Regions from separate parts of the Mus musculus genome. Here regions 1, 2, 3, 4, 6 and 7 are each linked to region 5. The links are chromatin contacts, called in public HiCAR-type, HiChIP or PLAC-seq and promoter capture Hi-C maps. All regions are on one chromosome and are shown on one strand. The core of a region is the stretch at or near the end of the contact, and the rest is flanking DNA. Distances in the headings are between cores, read along the strand shown. Region 1 holds the start of Miga2 (mitoguardin 2). Region 2 holds the start of Wdr34 (WD repeat domain 34). Region 3 holds the start of Abl1 (c-abl oncogene 1, non-receptor tyrosine kinase). Region 4 holds the start of Zer1 (zyg-11 related, cell cycle regulator). Region 5 holds the start of Usp20 (ubiquitin specific peptidase 20). Region 6 holds the start of Qrfp (pyroglutamylated RFamide peptide). Region 7 holds the start of Endog (endonuclease G).

Region 1 (2,740 bases), core at 199-2,698, 620 kb before region 5:
TTGTATGCGAAATTGTTCCTCTTTACTCTGTACTTACCAGGATCTGTCTGTAGCTGGCCATAGTGACCATTCAGACAGCATCCAGCTCTGTCCTGTTAAAGCCATTTATAATTGCATGTCTTTATTCAGTAACTCACACTGGCTGAAAAGGATCAGTAACTGGAGGCTGGAGAGATGGCTCAATTGGTAAGCCCAGTGTATTGTTCTTGCAGAGAACTAGGGTTCAATTCCCAGCACCCACAGAATTCCTCTCAGTTGTAACTCCAGTTCCAGGCGATCAGAGGTCGCCCTCTTCTGGCCTATATAGGCACTACTTGCACCTTTTACCAAAAAAGTTCACTTTGGCCTTTATTTTTTTCCCCTGATATTCAAATAATAATTATTTACTAATTTAGAATTTGGATGTAGCTGGGCAGAGTTTCACATGCTTGTATATAATTCCAACACTTCGCCGGGCAGTGGTGGTGCACGCCTTTAATCCCAGCTCTTGGGAGGCAGAGGCAGGCAGATTTCTGAGTTCGAGGCCAGTCTGGTCAACAAAGTGAGTTCCAGGACAGCCAGGGCTACACAGAGAAACCCTGTCTCGAAAAAGAAAGAAAGAAAGAGAGAGAGAGAGAGAGAGAGAGAGAGAGAGAGAAACCCAAAAAACCAAACCAACCAACCAAACAAACAAAAAAAACCCCAATAATTCCAGCACTTCAGGCGATTGGAGGCAGGAGGATCAAGAATTCAAGATCAGCGGGCAGTGCGGTGGTGACACCTGGCTTTAATCCCAACAGAGGGCAGGAGTTCCAGGACAGCCTGGGCTACACAAAAAAAAAATCGCCTCAGAAAATAACAAAACAAAACAAAAAAAACCAAAAACCAACCCAACCAACCAAAACCCCAAACCAAACCAAACTAAAAAACAAACATACAAAACCTGCTAGTCTCCAAAGCATAGATCCTTTAGGAACCCTGTCTCAAAAAAAAAAAAAAAAAAAAAAAAAAAAAAAAAAAATCCAAAACCAAGAAACCAAACCAAACCATGCATAAATAAGGGTTGTAGATGTGCGTGTGCGTGCATGCGTGTGTGCCTGTTGGTGTGAGAGTATGTGTAGCGCAGGAGTTTGGTAATCAGGTGTGACATCCCAGTGACAACAACGCTGAGGACCAGCGTGTGGCAGAGACTCTCTAAGCAGCTGCTTCCCAGAAAGCCCCAGGTGTCCACTAACTCCACCGCCTTTTTAGTGTCCGTGTGTCTGTCTAATCCTAGTGACCAATCGGAGGAGAGAAGAGGACATTCCACACTGCAACCACACTTAGGGGGCGGTGCGAAAAGCGAGGGAGGCGGAGTCTGCGTGATCACGTAGCTCACCCCATTGGCCAAGGGCCTCGCCGATGCGGAGCGATATGGAGACGCTCATTGGTCAGAGCTGTGTTGGCCGGCCCGAGGCCACGCCTTCCCCATCCAGCGGCGTGGTTTGGTTGTATTGCCGCCTGGAAAGGAGACGCTGCCCTTCCCCAGCGATGGGATCCCTGGTGAGTGACGGCCACTGCGCGGGCGACCAGATCAGCAGGGCTAGAAGCGAGGCTTGCGGAGCATGGAACCCGGCCCACGCCGGGGTCTGCGATCCAGCCAGCCCGCGAAGGTGTCCAAGGTGGGATGAGTGGATCCCCTGGACCAGGCGGCTCGAGAGGATGCGTGGCTCCGTGGGTGGAACGAGAAAGGAGCTGGGTCAGAGAGGAGACTCCCGGGCCTGGAACGCTGCGAGCATCTAAAAGTATGGTCGCGGGCACCTCCCCCCCCAGGTGTGCCGGCTGTGGGCAGCGCTGTATGTGGACAGCGGTCAAGGATGTCCTAGGGAGGTCGGGGCCAAAGCAGGAAGGTCCCTGCCCAGGCTCCGCAAGGAGCAGATACTGAAGCTTGGAATATTGTTGATGTTCACTGTGGGGTTGCCCAATGCCCGGCTGCGTGGGATCCCACAGAGATGTGCAGGGGTGGGACAAACAGGACATGAGGCAGAGTGAGCTGTAGTACTGCCTGGTTCTGATAACACAGCCAGGTCAAAGTGGGACGAGAGAATGCTCAGGCCAATTAGTAGGGTTGGCTTGCACAAAAGAGGAGGGCCTGGATTGGAAAGCCGGGATATCAGGCCTAAGGTGCCAGGGTGGAGGAGCAGATAACCTACCTGCTCAAGAATGTGGAGCAGGATTGGTGGCCAGCATTAGAATAGAGAGACAGGTAGGATATGATGATGAGCTTGGACCCTTCCTTCCTCTTGGGCACAGACAAGGCTAACTGGACTCACCTGCAAACAGATGCCAGGCCTCCCCTTCCCTCTCTCCTCCTGCCTGGATCCTAGAATAGGCTCACCTCTAATACCAGGTGGCCTTCCCAGACGTTCAAGGCCCTCAGGTTTGATACAAGCAAGCAGCAGGCAATGGCTAGGGTGCTCGGCCCAGCCTCGGTCCTCATCTCTCAAAGCCTCAGTATTCCTATCCTTGCGTGCTCTGAGAAGGACTCCACTGAGGCCTCACAGAGAGCTAGTGCGCTGGCTTGTTGAAATGCTCTGAGAAGTATATCTCCTGCTATTTGATGTCCTTGTCTCTCACTCAGTGCCCTGCCAGGCTGGAGGCACATCATAGCCCACTTAACCTCTAGGCAAAAATGTACCCTGCCCTTGACAGTGTGGCAATTTCTTTAGCCCTTGAACCTCACTCTGCCTGCCAGCCCTCTTGCCCTCTCCCCTCCCCCCAC
Region 2 (2,813 bases), core at 266-2,765, 930 kb before region 5:
ACACAGAGCAGATCAGGGCATAAGACCATAGGCCCACAAGGCTCAAGACAAGACTGCAGGCACCACTGGGGCTTGGGTTGGAGGCAGACTGGTCAACAGCAGTCTTCGTTTGTGAGTTCTTCAAGACTTTACTTGACCTGTCTCTACTTACCCATTTTGGCCTAACCTGGGACCACTCTCCCTTTTCCTCAAGGATTCTCCAGCCCCTTCCAACACCTCAAACAAATGTGCTGACCCCAGCTCCAGAGTCGGCCAGTGCTCACGCTTGATCTGGTCTTCTCAAATGCCACTCAACATCCATTTTTCCAACAGTTCCTCAGCCCTGCTCTGTCGGTAACATGACACACCGATGTGGCATTACAGTACATTGTCTACATACATGGCTTACTGTAATCCTTGCAACCACCGGGAAAGCAGCTATCTCCAGGTTCCCTGCTGATGAATCCCTAACACACCAGTTGGTCAGCATCAGGCCTCCGTTATCTCATTATTTGTATGTTTTTGGGTTACACTAGAAAACCATAGCAGGGCAGTGGTGAGAGAGGCCTTTAATTCCAGCAATCTCTGAGTTCAAGGCCAGCCTAGTTTCCAGAGCAAGTTTCAAGACATCCAGGGCACACAGTGAAACTCATGTCTCACAAAAACAAAAGCAAACAAACAAACAAAAGAACAACAACAAAGGAACATAGAAAACCGTTCAAGCTAGCCCTCAAGGTATCTGACCATTTCAAACACCAATAATGTCAAGTTGAAATGCCTAAAAACTGCTATTCACAAAAAAAAAAAAAAAAAAAAAAACTTCCAAAAATGGCTCAGCTGGTAAGGGCACTTAGCCAAGCATGACACCCTGAGTTGGATTCCCAGGCCCCTCGTGGTGCAAAGAAATAACAACCTTGTGTAAAGTTCTCCTCTGACCTCCACAGGCGCTGTGACACGTGCACGATCCACCATGTAAATTAACTACATGTCATTTAACGACAGCATGGGACCCCTAAGAGTTCTGTTGTCCTGGTTTGCTTTTGTTGTTGTTTGTTTTCGTTGGTTGGTTTCTTTCTCCTCAGAGACCGAAAAAAAGGCTAACGCGAAAGCATCTGTGAGTTTTTTCATTAAAACATGAAAACACGCGGACCAGTGGTGGCGCACGCCTTTCGTCCCAGCACTTGGGAGGCAGAGGCAGGCGGATCTCTGAGTTCCAGGACAGCTAGGGATGGATACTCAGAGAAACCCTGTCTCGAAAAAACAAAAACAAAAAAGCCGTGAAAACACAACGCTGCGCCAGGCCTTCCCGCCCGCGCTGCCATAGCGGGCCCGCGCCCTCACCGTCTCCCCGCGGATCCCCTGGACGCTCCTCCACTGCGAGGGCACGGACGCCACGCCCAGGGTCTCATCCTGAAGAGGCGCAGGCCGCCCTCGCCGTTCGGCGCCGCCAGCCCCGCCAGCAGCCAGGGCAGCAGCTCCAGCGCTTCCAACGCGCCGAAAAGGCCTGGGCGACGCGCACATTGCCATGGCGACGGTCCCGCCCTCTCGCGCCTGCGCCCTGGAACGTGACCTTAGCGGGTTCGCCCCCCACAAACGGAAGTCCGACGAGAGGAAGTGAAGCTGTGGGCGCCGTTTTTGAACTGGTTACAGCATCGTCTTTAAGGCCCAGAAGAAAAATAATGAAAATGTTTATCAGCCAATACAACAAAACCGCAGCGATTTGGGATTGCCCTATGCCCAGAGGCCATTTGGGGGTCCGGAACAGCTCTTCGTGGTATAAGGAAAAGAGCGGAAGTGAGGCGTGGGCTCCAGGTTCAAAGATGGCGCTGAGCGGCCGGGCGCAGAGGCAGGACCGCCGCAGGCCTAGTGGGCCATGCTGGTCCGGAGAACCGGCCGGGCTGGAAGCAGCCGACTACTCCAGAACTGTACTTTGCGCCATTTGAGTTGGCATCATTTCCAATGAATGGAATGAAATAGATCATACACAGATCGAACGTGGGATTGAATGGATGGGAGGCCTAATAATAAATTTACATAAACAATAAAATAAAATGCTTGTTAAATTAAAATTCGAGACTAACCACAGGAGAAGTTGATCTCAATGATAGATGGCCCCAGGTTCAGTCCTCAACACACACGAAATGTTAACTACAAGTTAGTGCGTGCCTATAGTGTGTCAAGCCAAGCACCCAAAGGCTTATGTTTGTTTGGGTTTTTTTGTTTGTTTCTTTTGTTTTTCGAGACAGGGTTTGTCGGTATAGCCCTGGCTGTCCTGGAACTCACTTTGTAGATCAGGCTGGCCTTGAACTCAGAAATCCGCCTGCCTCTGCCTCCCGAGTGCTGGGATTAATTAAACGCGTGCGCCACCACTGCCGGCAGAGGCTTAGAAATGAGTGTTTATCTTATTAAATCCTTAGCCTTCCGTGTGCTTGCTTGTTAGTTAGCTGGTTTGCTTTTTGAAGTGCTGGGGTTGAACCCCGGGCTTTCTGCATGCCAGCTCCTATGTTCTACCAATGAACTACCCCTATAGCTCAATTGTTATTACTCCTGTGCCTCTTACAGTCAGATATGGAATCGTCCAAAGTCACCCAGTAAGATCTTACAGGTGGCTTGCCTGATCCCCCAAACCAAGCCTGGAGCCTCTAGACAACCATCTGCTAGTTTAGGCCTCTGGGTCTATTTCCTCTTTTCTGAGACTAGGAAGCCTGCCGTGGTCCTGTTCTCAGTGCACCACCCAGGGACAGGATGCCCCTCAGCAGAGCAGCCAAGGCCAGGAAGGCCGATTAGATTAGCAGCACTGGGAGGGATAATAAAAAGCCATAGAAAAGTCTTCC
Region 3 (2,870 bases), core at 171-2,670, 780 kb after region 5:
GTTACGGTCGGCATCATGGAATCATGGAGAGGTTGGCAGGATCAAGACAGCGCTAGTCAGCATGTGGGCTCTCACAGAAAATGGTCTCCCAGGATCAGGAAAGTATCCAGTTGGTACCCTTGCCTCCTGGGCACTCTGGTCCTTTTCTCCAGGAGATTGAATGGCGTGAGTTCTGAAAGTCCCCTGGGTACTTGTGAGGCCTGTTCTGGCAGCAAAGTAGGTCCACTTGGCTTCAGACACATTTTTGGCACAGACACATTTTTGGGTTGATTAGCACGAAAAGTGTGTGACATCCTGGCTGAGAGGCCTGTCACAGGCACAGTCATGGCACTGTTTTTTTTTTTTTTTTCTTTTGCTTTTCGAGACAGGGTTTCTCTGTATAGCCCTGGCTGTCCTGGAACTCACTCTGTAGACCAGGCTGGCCTCGAACTCAGAGATCCACCTGCCTCTGCCTTCTGAGTGCTGGGATTAAAGGCGTGGGCCACCACGCCCGGCAGGTGATAACTTTTGTCATGGATCTAGCTATCCGGTACAGTCTGCTTAGAAGCCAAGAGACCAAACTTTGGAACCAGGCAGACCCTGACTGAGTTGAGTCTTCTGGTTTCCACCATGTGACCTTCTGGAGTGTCTGTTCTCACATGAAGAATCTGGGTCATGATATAACTTTCCTCACAGGATTAGGTGCACGCACCCTCTGGGTACCAAGGCACATGGAGCACTTCTCAGAGAACCATCCTGGGACAGTCAGCTCTTCAAGTGCAAGGATGGGGACCAGACTTTTAGTTATGTGACATTATTTCATAAGTTTATTTTTCCCTTGTCATTGGAACTTGGGTGAGTTTTTATTAGATTTGTTGTAGTTGGGGTCCTTGTTTCCCACCAACTTAGTGCCAGTAGTCCACTGCTGTGACCATTGCTTAGTTAAAATCTTGTTGGTAACCTCGAGCTAGCGTTTAGGAAAACAAAAACTCACCGTGAAATGGATTCAAACATTACCTGTGGCACCAAAAACAGGGGAAATTCTTGTAAAAATGAGGTCAGGAAGGACCGCCATTCCAGCCCACAATGAACACGCACCATAGAGACATTTCCCTAAGCTTAAACTCACAACTCCAGGTCTAAATGGGTGGTTGGACCCGCGTCCGGTATTCGGTATTCCTGTGGGTTCCAGCCCTGACTGTTCACATTCCTCAGATACCCACTTTAGGTTTAATCACAGTCGCTCCCCGAGACCAGTCCTGGTAACTTGAGAGGAATTTGCATTTCCACCGACCTTCCCGGACACGCGGCAGGGGCAGGGGCTACGCCAGCGCAGCTACGCAGCTGGGGAGGGCGTGGAGCCTTCCCTTGGCCTGGAAGGGGTTAAGGGACGGCTGGGGCGGGGCGCTGGGCCCTTTGTTACCGGCCTAGGCGGGAGGCGGGAGGCGGGACGCGGGCCTGGGCGCGGGCCTGCTGGGAGCGCGGCCTGGCGGGGCTGGGGGCCCGGGGTGGTGGGGCCTTCGCCGTGGCCACGGGACCATGTTGGAGATCTGTTTGAAGTTGGTGGGCTGCAAATCCAAGAAGGGGCTCTCTTCGTCCTCCAGCTGCTACCTGGAAGGTAAATCCTGGCCTGGGCGCGGGGCCCACCAGGACTGTCCTGCCCGCCCGTGCCCTGTGTGTTCTAGGTCCCCAGTCTTCTCCCTCTGAGGCCTCTGCGGGTGCTGGTGGCTCATTCGGACTTCCAGAAAGAGAGAGAGAGCCGCGGCTTTGGCGCTGGCGGGGCCCAAGCGCATAGTGTGGCTCCTGCCCAGAAAGTTTGAAAAAGTCAGTGCCACAGGCCTTAAGGTCCTTGTGAGCCCACGTTGTGGTGTTTCCACTGCCAACTGGGAATTGTATGTCACAAAGGTGGACCTACACCAAGTGCCGCGTACAAAGGGATCCCGCTCTACCATTTATGGGTACAGAATTTCATGTGAACTTTCCACCCCCACCCCCACCTTTCTGCAGACCATGAAGAGGTCTTGGGGATTGTCTCTTTTTAGAAGAGAAAGAATGGTTTTGCTTGTATTTCCAGGAGTTTTGAGAGCTTCCAGTTTGATGCTTGGTGAGGGAGCCCCTCATGTTTTGTTCTTTGCATAAACTTAGAGCCAGGAGCCTGTTGCTTTTGCCTGCTTTACCCTGCTCCTCCAATTCCATGCCTCCTTCCTGTTGTCTTTAGTGTTTGGGTCTAAAAGGATGGCAAGGGAAAAGGGTGAGTGGTGAGTGCTGGGGACTCGGCTGTGGCCAGGCCTGTTAGAGTATAGCTGACCTTTGTGGGGACTGCTGCCTTCTTCAGAAGGGCAGAAGCACTCACAGATGTGTGGTGCCCTGGCTTTTCTGGCTGTTTCATGTAAGAGTTAAGATAGGAGTAAAAATGTAAAGTTTTCTTCAGAGCAATTTGGATTTCTACTGTTTTGAATTGTAAAGAATTGAAGGCTTTTCAATATCTAACCTGCTTCCCCGACCCCCCTTCCAAGTCTTTGACTCAAAGACCTACAGGGCCCCACATGACCCAGCTCAGACTTAGGTGCCCAGCTCGGGTAGAGGATGTTCTCCCTTTGCTAGAAGGGAGTATAAGGGACTTCGCTATAAGTCACAGTAAGATTTCAGCCCCTCCGGGGATTTCAGGGCCTGGATTCCTGAGAGGAGCTTGGTGTGGATGGCATGAGCTCAGGGCCTACCACTTAGAGGGAGGGAGATGGTTTATTTGTCCCCAGAGTTGGCATCTGAGCGGCCAGAATCATCCTCAGTTAATGCGTTGCTTATTTTTTCCAAGTTGCTCCACACTCTCCGCACATTTCTCCTCCCCATCTGTATCCAGTTAGTGAGAGGCACTATCTCCATTTTGAGCC
Region 4 (2,700 bases), core at 59-2,558, 860 kb before region 5:
CCACCCACTCTGCCTCCTTCATTCAGACCCAAGCGGGTTCTCTTGCCACCACAGGATCTTTGCGCCTGCTGCTGAATGCTGAGCCCCCAGAAAGCTGTAATGACTTTCTACCTCACTCATCTCTGCTCAGACAGAAACCTCATTAGAGACCTTCCCTGACCATTCTATACAGAGGTCCCAGTCTCTGCTTCGTGACACCTATTACTATCAAACATGTTGTACGTTTATTTACTGAATAAGGCAAAGCACATCGACCCTTCATACCTAACAAGAACCTCTTGGTCAAAGCATAGCTTCTGTGACCCCCCTTTCAATGCTATCTCCACCGGTCACTCTAACTTGAAGCCTGTAGAGAACCATTCTGTCAGAAACATCATTGAGTTAGCTTTTCCCAGGCATTAGGCACCACTACCCCCAACCCTCTGCTCCCCCTCCCGTCTCTGTCATACACACAAGGCACAAGCAAACCCGGGGAAGCTTTGACTGGTTAAAGAGCAGCTAAATCTACCCAGAGCTAGCCAGAGCGGTCAGTTTTAGTTTCACCTCACCTATGGGAGCCATTGATCTTCAGCAAGCCCACCCGCTCTTTTCCGACCCTGTTGCACTATCTTGTACCTTGGCATCGCATTTTGGGAGCTGATCCAGGAGCCAAGCCATCCCTAAGCTTTTAAGTAGCACGGCTTCGGGGGTTGGGAGAAGACCTAAACTCATCCAACAGGTAGGAGGGGCAGAGGCTGGCCTCCTAAGCCCTACGTTGAGCCCCCATTTTGCAAGGGCGAGCGTCGTTCTCATTCTAGAGAGAGCTCAATTTTCAAGGCAAAATCCTCAGACCTGGGTGGCAGGCGACGAGCGCCATCCCACCACTAGCCTGTGGTGGACCTCTGCAAGGAGTCGCAGCGACAATGCTTAGACCCTGAGACAGGGTGAAGAAAAGGATGCAGGTACGTCTCTTGGCTCGGCATTTAGGACGTACCCTAGGAGGGGGCGGCCCTCAACGGGGAGACAGGATGCTTCGCAGGCTTACAAGCGGAGGCTGCGGCCCGGGGGAATCGGCGGCCAAAGCGCCGCAGGAGGTCGGATCCGGTCCGGGTCCGGGTCGGCGGGGCGGGGCGGGGCAGGGCGGGAATGCTGCGACCGGAGCCCCGGACGGAGGCCGTTCCCTTGCCCTCGGGCCGCCGGCTGCTTGGCTCCGGGCCCAGCCCCTCCCCCCGATCCTGTTCCGAAGGCTTGGAGAGCCTGTGGCTGCGGGTGTGCTGTCAACAAAGCGTCACTTCCGGGCCGCCCCTTAGCAGCAGAGGAGGGGTTCTCTCGTCTTGTCCCGCCGCGAACGTGGGCGGAGGCGGCTGAAGGTTCCGGGTTCTCTGGGCTGCTCCTGCCCAAGCTGAGGCCCCAGTCTCCACGTTAGCTTCCAGGGTTCCTTCTAGCGAGGGGCTAACTCGCAGGAGCAGGTTCAGGACAGGATTGACTCCATCTTACCTAGTTAGTGCTGACTCACCCGGTGCCCAACCCGACGTCTTTTGGGCGGTCTCTAAGCAGCCACCACATTGCCCCTCAAAATGTGCTCCTCCTTCTTTCCTTCACGAAAAGGGCCATTCACCCAGGAGCTGTCAGATAGCAGGAGTGAGGCTGTTCTTGGCCACTGCGTTTTCTTCTAGTCACCAAGGATCTCTTAACAGTTGTTTCTCTCTTCCTCCAATAGTGCCCTACTGTCCATCATTTTATCTTTCAAAAATATTATTTTAATTATGTACATAAGTGTATATGTGCTTATGCACGTGACGGCAGCTGCCTGCTGAGGACAATAGCCCCGGAGCCCATGAAGCTGAAGTTACAGGTAGTTGTAAGCCCCACAAACGTAGGAACCGAACAAGCTCTCTGGTCTATACTTCCTTTTCATTTTAAGATTTTTTTCCCATTTATTTATATGTGTGCATGCATATGCACATGTGCAGGAGATCAGAGCACTGTTGGCTGGAGAGGGTTCTCTACACCAGCCACGTTGGTTTCAGGGATCAAATTCAGTCCTCACCATGCTTGTACCAAGCACCCTTACATGCTGGGCCATCTCACTGGCCCCATCACCATTTCTTCTCTTGATTTCTACCATAGCCTCCGAACACAAATCCCTTCGTTCCTTCTGCAGTCTCACAATCAGGGCATCCAGACTTTTCATCTACCTTCTCTCCTTACCCAGTCCCTCAGTAAATTGTTTCCTTCTGGTCTCCTGTCCAGAACGTTCACAGTTGAAATCAGTGTGGGCTCTTTGCATCTCTGTCATTCTAAGCTCAAACAATCAGGCAGTAGGCTTAAACATTTTTCTTACTGCCCTCCACATCTGGTAAACTAACAACACTTTTTGCTTAAGGAATGCCCTGGAGTGAGGTTAGAGAGAAAGAAGGGAGGGGATGTGGAGGCTCAAACCCAGGTCCTGTGGCAGACAGGAATTCTATCATTGAGCGCGCGCACACACACACACAAAATACTATACATACACCTTAATCTTAGCACTCAGGAAGCAGAGATAGGCAGATTCCGTTAGTTTAAGCTAGTTCCATGACAGCCAAAACTACACAAAATAACCATGTCTCTAAAACAAAAAACAAAACAAGAAAAGGAGAAAAAATAAAAGAAAAGAGAAAGTAGATACCTTAAGTAGGAAGGTAAATAACTCAAAATAGGTTCAGGAAGTCCCTGAAACTA
Region 5 (3,049 bases), core at 493-2,992:
GAAATCACAGAGTAAGGTTCTGCCAGTCAAGGGATCTGTATCAGAAGACATATGCCAGAGGAAAATTTATCAAAATGACCCTAAAACCTGAAGCCAAGGCTTGACAGGGACTGAGTAAGCACACCAGCACTGAGCTATCCCCACCATTTCTTGTTTACTTTATGACCCAGGTCTCATAGTTGCTCAGTCAGGCCTTAAACCTGTGATCTTCCCACACAGCTGGGACTACAGTGCTATGGCACTAGGATGGGCCTTGTTGATGCTGAGACCAGTTTCACTCTGCAGGCCCGGCTGGCACCAAACTCATGGTAATCCCACTGTTTCAGTTTCTCAAGTCTGGGAGTCTAGGTGTGAGGCAGCACACAATCCCAGTCAATCTGGTAGCAAGTTATAGTGCACACCCCTGGCAATGCACACGACGCAGCCTTCTAAAAAGGTTTTCTGGAAAACACACACCATGGTCAGAGGCTCACAGTAATATGATGATTTAACTCTTTAAAAGCATGGGATAAACTAAAAAAGAAATAGGTGGGAAATAAATGGAAATATTATTATAAATGCTGTCTCTCTACCTCAAGTTTTTTTCTTTTTCTTTATTCTTCTTATGAAGCCTAGGTTGCCCTCAAACTCCCTGTGATAGGATTGCACCAAACCAGGCTATTGTTTATTTATTATACTTTTTAACCTAAGTTTCCCAAATTCTTATCTCTTAACACGTTGTCAATCACAATTCATCAGTCCAGCTAAAATTTACAGTTAGTGACTTGGAGCAGACCCATAGACCATCAGGTTCAGGGCATGTGACAAACATTTATAAAGAACCTTAGTTCCCTCTATGATCAGTAGAACTGTATGTCAAAGGAGGGATTTGTGACTGCGACCCTAGCTGGAAATTTTTGTTTTAGCTGGAAATCAATGACGCCGCGACCACCCCCGTGGTACCCACCTCACCCCATTTGGCCTCTTCCGCAAGTTCTGCACCTCTCGGGTTTCTTCCAGTTTTAGCCTGGGGGAAAAAAAGGAATAAAAAGTGACGCACAGGTTGAGACCTGCGGAACTCAAAAGCCAAACTCCGTTCTAAGGACATGTCCCTTTGCCGAGTCCCTGATCCAGTGGTCATCGGCAGTCAGACCCATGCGACCCCGGGGCACCTCTCCCAGCCGCGATGTGGCCTTATCCCTAGGAGCCTCTGCGTGGCGCTGGCCGGTATCCAGTCCCAAGCCTGTCTCAGCAACACGTACCGAACCTCCTCTGATTCTTGTTCATCCTCCTCCGACTCCGAGTCAGCCCGGCGCCGGCGGAATGTTTTCCCAGTAATCCGCATAGCGGAACCAGACCCTTGGCGCTGCGTTACCAGACGCGTAGTCCAGGGAACCTCTCTCTTCCGGCGCGCAGAAGTGTCGTCAGAGCGTCGGCTGCACTCAGACCCGCCTCCGCCTTGCCAGGCCACACCCCAAGCCCGTAGGGCCCCGCCTCAGCAGGGCAGGCAACCACTCCGAACTCCGAAAAGCAAGGGCAGGTATTGCCGCGTGGCCACACCCTCGACCACGCCCATCGAGTAACCATGCTCACCGCTCAACAGGACGGCCTTCGAACCACACGGTGAAACCCCAGCAGCACGGCCACTCCCCCGACTCCCGGCATGCTTGGGCACTCACCACTCGCACGGCCACGCCTCCGGCGTGCCCGGTACCGCCCTCTAGTAGGCTGTGACCTGTGACACCGCCCCCGCTCCTGGCATAGGCTCTCCCGATTGGACGTCTGACGGTGAGGAGGCGGGGCGTGGCAGGCAGAGCCACAAGACTCTAGGCAGCGCCGCGGTGGGCTAGCTTGACTGACAGGCGGCGCGGTTGCGACGGCAGGTGAGTTTCTGACGGCTGCTGCCTGCTGCCGGGGGCTGGGCCGCTAGAGCGGGGATCATCGTCCAGCCGCTGGGAGCAGGGGAGGCCTGGCTTTGCGGGGCGGCCAGGACCTGGTAAGAGGTCCCCGCCGCCTATCATCCCATCACCGACTCCCGTGCCCGCCCCGAACCCCCACGGCTCTGGCTTTTGAGCAGGCCGCACGTCGCTTGGAAGGCCAGCAGGAGGCCACTCGGGCTCCAGGGCTCGGACGTGCACATTTATTCCTCACTCACAAAAGCTGATCACCTTGCCGGGGGTGAATATCAGTCCCGGTGCTGACTGTCCATACCAGGTTGGCCTGCAGCCATTCGTCCCTAGGAGAGGTACCACTGACGTTCAGAGGCCAGGGACTGCTCTTTGAGAGCTTGGGAGGACTCGTTTGGCCTGGAGGACTGTCGCTCTGCCATAAGCACCTTACACCCCCGAGATGTTGCGACGGTAGTTAGTTTTTAAAGGTGTCTATAAACACTTATAAGATGGATAAGTGCATGCGTAATAGCTCACATGGGACTTTTAGGGACTCCTTAATTACTAGTTTCCTCTGGAGCACAGCGCTTCTTACTCGACACTTAACTGTGGCAGGCACTGGGGTAAGCAGTCTCTTCTAGAAGCCTTCCATCAAATCCCACGAAGTAGATGCAGTTGGGTCTCTCTTTCAAAAAACGAGGCTACCGAGGCGTAAGAGAAGTAACCCGTACTTCAAGTTCTGCAGCTGGGAGGTGAGGCTGGGTTGGGGACAGAGCTTTCACAGCTGCAGGGTGTGCTTCAGGGACAGCGGGCCTCTGTGGGTCTTCCCTGCTGCTGCTGCAGCTGGTGTGCCAGCTTATGGGCTGGGGGAGGGGCTGATGGACACTTTTTCCAGAAGACTATTCTGAAGCAGGGAGGGCATGTCTGCCATGCCTTGGCTTTTTTCCAGAACATTTTTTTTTCTGAAGTTGTCATATTCCCCTTAGACTGGGACAAAGAGAAAACTCGGGATGTCTTGAAACAGCCTTTTAGCTTTGATCAAAGAGGCATTAAGTATCAAAAGTCTTGACCCCACTGGAGATTAGATCAACCATCTTCAGATGTCGATGGCAGTCATTGGACACCATGTCTCTGTTGGCTGAAAAAGAGGCACCTTGGGAACTGCTGCATGAATCCAGGGA
Region 6 (2,780 bases), core at 13-2,512, 830 kb after region 5:
GCAGCTCTGCTGGGAAACCCCACTGTCTCCCTAATTCAGGAACAAGTTGCTCTTGGGAGGGGGAAATGGGCCTGGTGGCCCTTGTGTAAGTCAAACTCCTACCTGGGGAGGAGCTAGAGGCAAGGCTGGGGACAGCCAGCACCCACTGAGCTCCCACTGGGCAGGACAGGCTCTGGTGAATGGGTTTCTCTGTACAGTAAGTCTGTCTACAGCAAACGCTGCCCCACCACACAGCTCTGGGCTCTAATGTCAGTGTGGTTTCTCCCTGTGCCAGTCTCTAGGGAAATGATTGCTTCCTGATGATAGCCATCCAGCCCACCAACCCCGGGGCCACCCCCCCTAGGACCTCAGGCACAGAGAGCCTCAGGGTTTGCCCTAGGTCCTACAGCTTTATAAGAAAGAGAGCTGAATTCAAGGTAGCCTCATTACTCTGTGCCCCCATACCTGTCTCATTGTCTCGAGGTCCCCCCCCCCACATCCCTTGGTGGGAACTGTTCCCTTCCCTCACAGAGGATGCTTGTGTTTGCAGTGACCATGGGTGAGCTGAGCCGAGCTGGCTCATCCTCTGAGGAAGCCCCTGAAGCTGGAAGTGGCGGGGGACGGAGGGGGGAGGGGGGGGGACAGGGGGGACGACTTCTTTCCAGAAACAGCTCCCTTGAAAACATTTCAAAGAAGTGAGCGCAGCCAGAAAGCTTCAAAAACAACAACAAAAGCAGCCCTGCTTTCTACCCAAATCCAGCTTGCTAAGCCCCCTAGTCCCCAGGGCCTGGAGTAGCCTCCAGTCTGCTGCTGCTAAAGGGGCTTCCTCAGGCACGGGTGGAGAGGGCAGGGCCCCCCACATGGGACAGACAAGTCTCATTCCCTTCTCCCCATAGAAGGGGAGGACCAGGAATGGTCTTTATCCCCAGAGATTAATACTTCCTGGCTGGCATCTAGGGCCGGCTGGCTCTGGTGGAACTTGAGCTGAGGATGAAGCTGCGGGTCTCCCACACACCCGCCCTTCCTGGTGTGTGGCTCGTGGTGCTGGCTGTACCCGCCTGCACCCAGCTCACCTGGAGAGCCTGGCCTCCCGTCCCTTGCTGTACTCACTGTGCTGAGGGCTGCTCTAAGAAGGGCAGGTGAGTCCCTGGACCCCAGTTGTCAGGCAGAGCTGCTCAGGTCCCGGTCCAGCAGGCATGGCTCTGGGGTTCCCCCGCTTTATAAAGCTCCCTGGAGAGGCGAGCCCCAGCCTGCCTGATTGCTATGCATTCCTAGCCCCAGGATTCCTTTGGGGCTGCTGGTGGTGAAGGAAGGGGCACCGTGGGCCAAAGGACAAAGAGACAACGCAAACAGGATGTGGTCTGATGAAGAGTGGCGGGCGCCACCCTTGCAGCACAGAGAGCATCATCACGGGTCAACCGCGGGCTCAGACACTGGAGGTTCCCGGTGGAGACATGGAGGCCCACTCTTGAGAACCCTGATGGTGGCCCTGCCTTGGTCTCCCTCCAGAGACGGTGGGCTTACAGAGGCAGCATCCTCACTGCTGAGAGGGCTTGGAGGGTCATGGACACCCAGTCCCTTCTGTAGGCAGATGAGGTGTTCTGGTATATGATATACCCCTCCTTAGGAGCCTCGGGAGACATGAAACTGGGCAGGAATTCTTGGTTCTGAGGGGTTCAAGGTTTAGAACTCATGGCTAAGCAGGTCCCTCTCGGGCGACAGCTCCAGCAACACACTCAGTCTGTGACAACAGTGGTATGTTCTGTCTCTCTCACCATGCGGCCTCATGGCTGGTCATACTTTCCAGAGTTGGCTGCCCATCCAGACATAAAGCCACAGGGCCTGCCCTTCTAAATGGCGGAGTATGATCATACCTACCTCCCCAGTGGCTGTCAAGGTGGCTGGGAGATAAGGCATCGAGTTAGCTAGGTGTAGACTTGGCAAAGGTGTAGGGCAGGTAATGAGGCCTTCCTCCCACACTGGCACCCTCAGGAAGGACAGGGTTGTCTGTCACCACCACCCCTAACCACACACCATGACTTCTCTTCCGCTGAGTCCACGGCTGGGTGCTGTTCTTACCGGCCGGCACCACCGCAGTGAGTGTGTGTCTGCAGGGGCTGTAGATACCTCATCTCCATAGCCTCCTCCTTTTACCAGACTCCCTCTGGATGCTGACCACGGGTGCTCTGGCCAAGGTGTGGTCACTGCCCATTCCAGGGCCACTACTCAGTGCAGTTCTTCCGGTGACTAATGACAATGCCCCACCCACACACCCTGGATTCAGCAACTGCATGGTAGGGTGGGACCCTTCCCCTGTGGCCCACTCAGTTCCTCAGTTCACACTGGGCTCCCACCTGCCGTGCTGTGACTATGGGGCTGGGAGGCCAGCTCAGACATTTGCTTTAATCAAACACTTGGCTCTGAGGGCTGGGCAGACTCCCAAAGCGCTTTTCAGGCACACTCCTGGGTTCCTGCCTGCATCTGTCCCTCTGATCCTTGAGCCCCAGTGTCTTCAGCTACTGTCCGCCATGATGGGGGACCTTGCCAGCAGCTGCTGTCCAGGCCAGCGTGGAGTCTGGAGTTGAGGGTGTTTCTGATGTCATCGAGCAGGATGGGCCTTGTCAAGGTTAGAGGCTGAGCAAAGAAGGAAGCAGTGTTACAGGAGGAATTGGGGTGGGGGGTAGCTTTCCAGGAGGTTCCAAGGCTCTCTGAGTTGCAGTCCTGAGGGCACAGGGCTCCATGCAGCCTGTCCAGGCTTCCTTGCAGCCTGGCTTCTGGACCCATCTGTGTTTCTCATGGTG
Region 7 (2,700 bases), core at 20-2,519, 810 kb before region 5:
CCAGTCTACAACTTTGTCTTTTTTTTTTCATTTTTTCAACAGTCTGTGGTGACATACACCTTAAATTCCAGCACTTAGGAGGCAGAGGGAGGCGGATCTCTGAGTTCGAGGCCAGCCTGGTCTACAGAGTGAGTTCCAGGCCAGCCAGGACTACACAGAGAAACCCTGTCTAAAAAAATCCAACCAAGCAAACAAGCCCAAGTTTCATCATAACATGTTCACACATGTACACGGTATTTGTATGATTTCCCTCCATTGCCTTCTTACCCATCAACACCTGCAGATGCCCTATTTCCCAATGTATCTTAAAAGAAAAAAAATTATTATTCAGGCTAGAGAGATGGTTCAGATGTTAAGAGCACTGGCTATTCTTCCAGAGGTCCTGAGTTCAATTCCCAGCAACCACATGGTGGCTCATAACCATCCATAATGAAGTCTGGTGCCCTTTTCTGGACTGCAGGTATCGTGCAGGCAGAACATTGTATATGTAATATATAAATAAATCCTTTTACAAAAAGAATTATTCTATGGATATGAATACACTGTCTTCAGACACACCAGAAGAGGGCATCTGATCCCATTACAGATGGTTGTGAACCATCACGTGGTTGCTAGGAACTGAACTCAGGACCTCTGGAAGAGCTCTTAACCCCTCAGCCATCCCCCCAGCCATCCCCCAATTATCTTTTAATGTATAATTGGTTTTGTCCCATGCTAATGAGTGTGGCTCTGACTGTACACTCTCAGCCCTATTTTCTTCAGTTTTTATGTATCGGTCTTCCTCCGTCTTAATAGGTTGTAAGGAAGTTGATGTCTTAAAATATTCATAAGTTAAATACTATTCCATCTGAAATGTAGGAAATATCTTTAGCCAGCCCCTGACCTACGGACAGGAAACATTGGCCAACACAACATACTTCCCAGGCCAAACCCTTTAAGTGGGTTGAAAAGTATGACCCTAGCATAGCTATTTTCTCTAACCTTATATAGCAAGCTTAGGTTCCAGGCGGCTATCAATAGCTACACCTGCATTCTTCTGTTAATCAATCTAGAGAAATCCTTCGCTCGTTTGGTGGCAGGAGGGTGGGTGCACCTGAGGGGTCTGACAGATCTGGGGTTCTGTCCTGTTTAAAAGCAGGGCCATGTGAGGTGTACATGGCGAGGCGGAGCCCGACGTGGAACGACCAATGGCAAGCGAGTAGGGCGGCACCAGGACCCAGCTACGTCTTAAAAGGGCAGCTGAAGGGCGTCGGGGGCCACGCCAGCACAGGCTCCTTCACTCTGTGCTAACATCAGTAGCGTCCTTGTCCTCCGGTAGGCATGCGCGCGCTGCGGGCCGGCCTGACCCTAGCGCTGGGCGCGGGGCTGGGCGCCGCGGCAGAGCATTGGCGGCGGCGGGAGGGCAAAGCGCCGGGGCTGCTGGGCCGAGTGCCATTGTTGCCGGTGGTCGCGGCCGATCTTCCCGCGCTGCCGGGGGGACCGGCGGGCGGCACCGGGGAACTGGCCAAGTACGGGCTGCCCGGCGTGGCGCAGCTCCGGAGCCGCGAGTCCTACGTGCTTAGCTACGACCCGCGCACGCGCGGTGCGCTCTGGGTGTTGGAGCAGCTGAGGCCAGAGCGGCTCCGTGGCGACGGGGACCGTAGCGCCTGCGACTTCCGCGAGGATGACTCTGTGCACGCGTACCACCGCGCCACCAATGCGGACTACCGCGGCAGTGGCTTTGACCGCGGCCATTTGGCCGCCGCCGCCAACCACCGCTGGAGTCAGCGGGCCATGGACGACACCTTCTACCTGAGCAACGTAGCGCCTCAGGTAGTCTCGGACCCTGGTCGCCCGCCCGACTGCAGCGTCTAGATCTTACTTTACACGTGCACCGTGGCGGGAGGGAGGAATCTTACAGTGGCACTGCAGAATCCGGGGTTTATCCTTCTTCAGCCTCCCGTGGGAAGCAGTGCACCAAGTAGTGACGGGCTGCAGCAATGCCTGTCAGCAAGCCACCCAGTGTGCTTCCTCAGGGAACCCGGGAGCTTGACTCCTCAGTCTACCCTGCTGGCCTAGGGCCAGTCAGGCCTCCAGGGCACACTGTTAGCACTGCACCTGCTCCCAGCAGGGTCTTGATTGTGAAGTAGGTTCCTGGGACATCCACCCAGTGGATGGAGATGGACAGGAGACCATATCCCACCCCACACCTTTTGTTGCTCGATTTTCCAGGCTGCCCAGGAACTCAAGAGATCTGCCTGCCTCTGCCTCCTGAGTGCTGGGATTAAAGGTGCACACCAGCACTGTCCAGTCCCCGTGCCTTTAGAGCTTGACCTAAGGTTTGGGAGTTCCAAGAGACCTTGGGGGTCTCTGAATGACTAATGTCCCCTCCTTCCTCCTTCCCTTGAGATGGGGAAAGCTTAGAGCATTGGAGTGCCAGGAATGGAGTGTGGCTAGCACTGGCTCAAAAACTGTAGTCACAGAGCCGTAAGGAGGGAGCCCTTCTTTGAGCCCTTGTCCTTCAAATGTTTGGGCATTGACATTAAGAGCTGGGGCATGCCTAATGGAAGGTCCGAGGTGTGCTCCTGAGCCTCGCTTCTCCCACCAGGTGCCACACCTCAACCAGAATGCCTGGAACAACCTTGAGAGGTACAGCCGCAGCTTGACGCGAACTTACCAAAATGTCTATGTCTGCACGGGGCCGCTTTTCCTGCCCAGGTA

What was found. HiCAR-type assays count read pairs that join an accessible place to other places. HiChIP or PLAC-seq counts read pairs in DNA pulled down with a chosen protein or histone mark. Capture Hi-C pulls out chosen DNA fragments and counts their contacts.
Region 1: a contact with region 5 is called in a promoter capture Hi-C map of adipose tissue, with 5 times the contacts expected there. The contact joins the promoter of Miga2 here to the promoter of Usp20 in region 5. A contact is called at or near these places in 1 of 39 promoter capture datasets (the SN4741 cell line), 2 of 484 Hi-C or Micro-C datasets (CD4 T cells and muscle stem cells), 5 of 115 datasets of contacts at active chromatin or transcription factors (astrocytes, embryonic midbrain, large pre-B cells and 2 more) and 3 of 9 other capture datasets (adipose tissue, liver and macrophages).
Region 2: a contact with region 5 is called in a HiCAR-type map of astrocytes, with 2.8 times the contacts expected there. The contact joins the promoter of Wdr34 here to the promoter of Usp20 in region 5. A contact is called at or near these places in 3 of 39 promoter capture datasets (erythroid cells, hippocampal neurons and pre-B cells) and 1 of 115 datasets of contacts at active chromatin or transcription factors (astrocytes).
Region 3: a FOXA1 HiChIP or PLAC-seq map of pancreatic cancer cells shows a contact between it and region 5. The contact joins the promoter of Abl1 here to the promoter of Usp20 in region 5. A contact is called at or near these places in 2 of 115 datasets of contacts at active chromatin or transcription factors (astrocytes and pancreatic cancer cells).
Region 4: a contact with region 5 is called in a FOXA1 HiChIP or PLAC-seq map of pancreatic cancer cells. The contact joins the promoter of Zer1 here to the promoter of Usp20 in region 5. A contact is called at or near these places in 5 of 115 datasets of contacts at active chromatin or transcription factors (astrocytes, double positive thymocytes, memory CD8 T cells and 2 more).
Region 6: a contact with region 5 is called in a FOXA1 HiChIP or PLAC-seq map of pancreatic cancer cells. The contact joins the promoter of Qrfp here to the promoter of Usp20 in region 5. A contact is called at or near these places in 2 of 39 promoter capture datasets (hippocampal neurons and liver) and 1 of 115 datasets of contacts at active chromatin or transcription factors (pancreatic cancer cells).
Region 7: a contact with region 5 is called in an H3K4me3 HiChIP or PLAC-seq map of bone marrow-derived macrophages, with 3 times the contacts expected there. The contact joins the promoter of Endog here to the promoter of Usp20 in region 5. A contact is called at or near these places in 2 of 39 promoter capture datasets (cranial neural crest and hippocampal neurons), 1 of 484 Hi-C or Micro-C datasets (CD4 T cells), 3 of 115 datasets of contacts at active chromatin or transcription factors (astrocytes, bone marrow-derived macrophages and embryonic stem cells) and 1 of 9 other capture datasets (liver).

The regions. Positions count from the first base shown.
Region 1 is chr2:30,362,785-30,365,524 of GRCm38.p6, forward strand. Miga2 (mitoguardin 2) reads left to right here and starts at 1,449. Exons shown (of 16, transcript NM_001242407.1): 1 at 1,449-1,521.
Region 2 is chr2:30,047,364-30,050,176 of GRCm38.p6, forward strand. Wdr34 (WD repeat domain 34) reads right to left here and starts at 1,516. Exons shown (of 9, transcript NM_001008498.2): 1 at 1,321-1,516. The coding sequence starts at 1,506.
Region 3 is chr2:31,758,519-31,761,388 of GRCm38.p6, forward strand. It overlaps Abl1 (c-abl oncogene 1, non-receptor tyrosine kinase), which reads left to right and starts at 1,421. Exons shown (of 11, transcript NM_009594.4): 1 at 1,421-1,597. The coding sequence starts at 1,519.
Region 4 is chr2:30,123,303-30,126,002 of GRCm38.p6, forward strand. Zer1 (zyg-11 related, cell cycle regulator) reads right to left here and starts at 1,309. Exons shown (of 16, transcript NM_001290503.1): 1 at 974-1,309.
Region 5 is chr2:30,980,537-30,983,585 of GRCm38.p6, forward strand. Usp20 (ubiquitin specific peptidase 20) reads left to right here and starts at 1,743. Exons shown (of 25, transcript NM_028846.5): 1 at 1,743-1,862. It overlaps BC005624 (cDNA sequence BC005624), which reads right to left and starts at 1,405. Exons shown (of 9, transcript NM_144885.2): 1 at 1,242-1,405; 2 at 947-1,006. The coding sequence starts at 1,324.
Region 6 is chr2:31,809,318-31,812,097 of GRCm38.p6, forward strand. It overlaps Qrfp (pyroglutamylated RFamide peptide), which reads right to left and starts at 1,263. Exons shown (of 2, transcript NM_183424.4): 1 at 1,090-1,263.
Region 7 is chr2:30,170,255-30,172,954 of GRCm38.p6, forward strand. It overlaps Endog (endonuclease G), which reads left to right and starts at 1,270. Exons shown (of 3, transcript NM_007931.1): 1 at 1,270-1,812; 2 at 2,588-2,697. The coding sequence starts at 1,321. It overlaps Gm31080 (a long non-coding RNA gene), which reads left to right. Exons shown (of 4, transcript XR_866091.1): 4 at 43-81.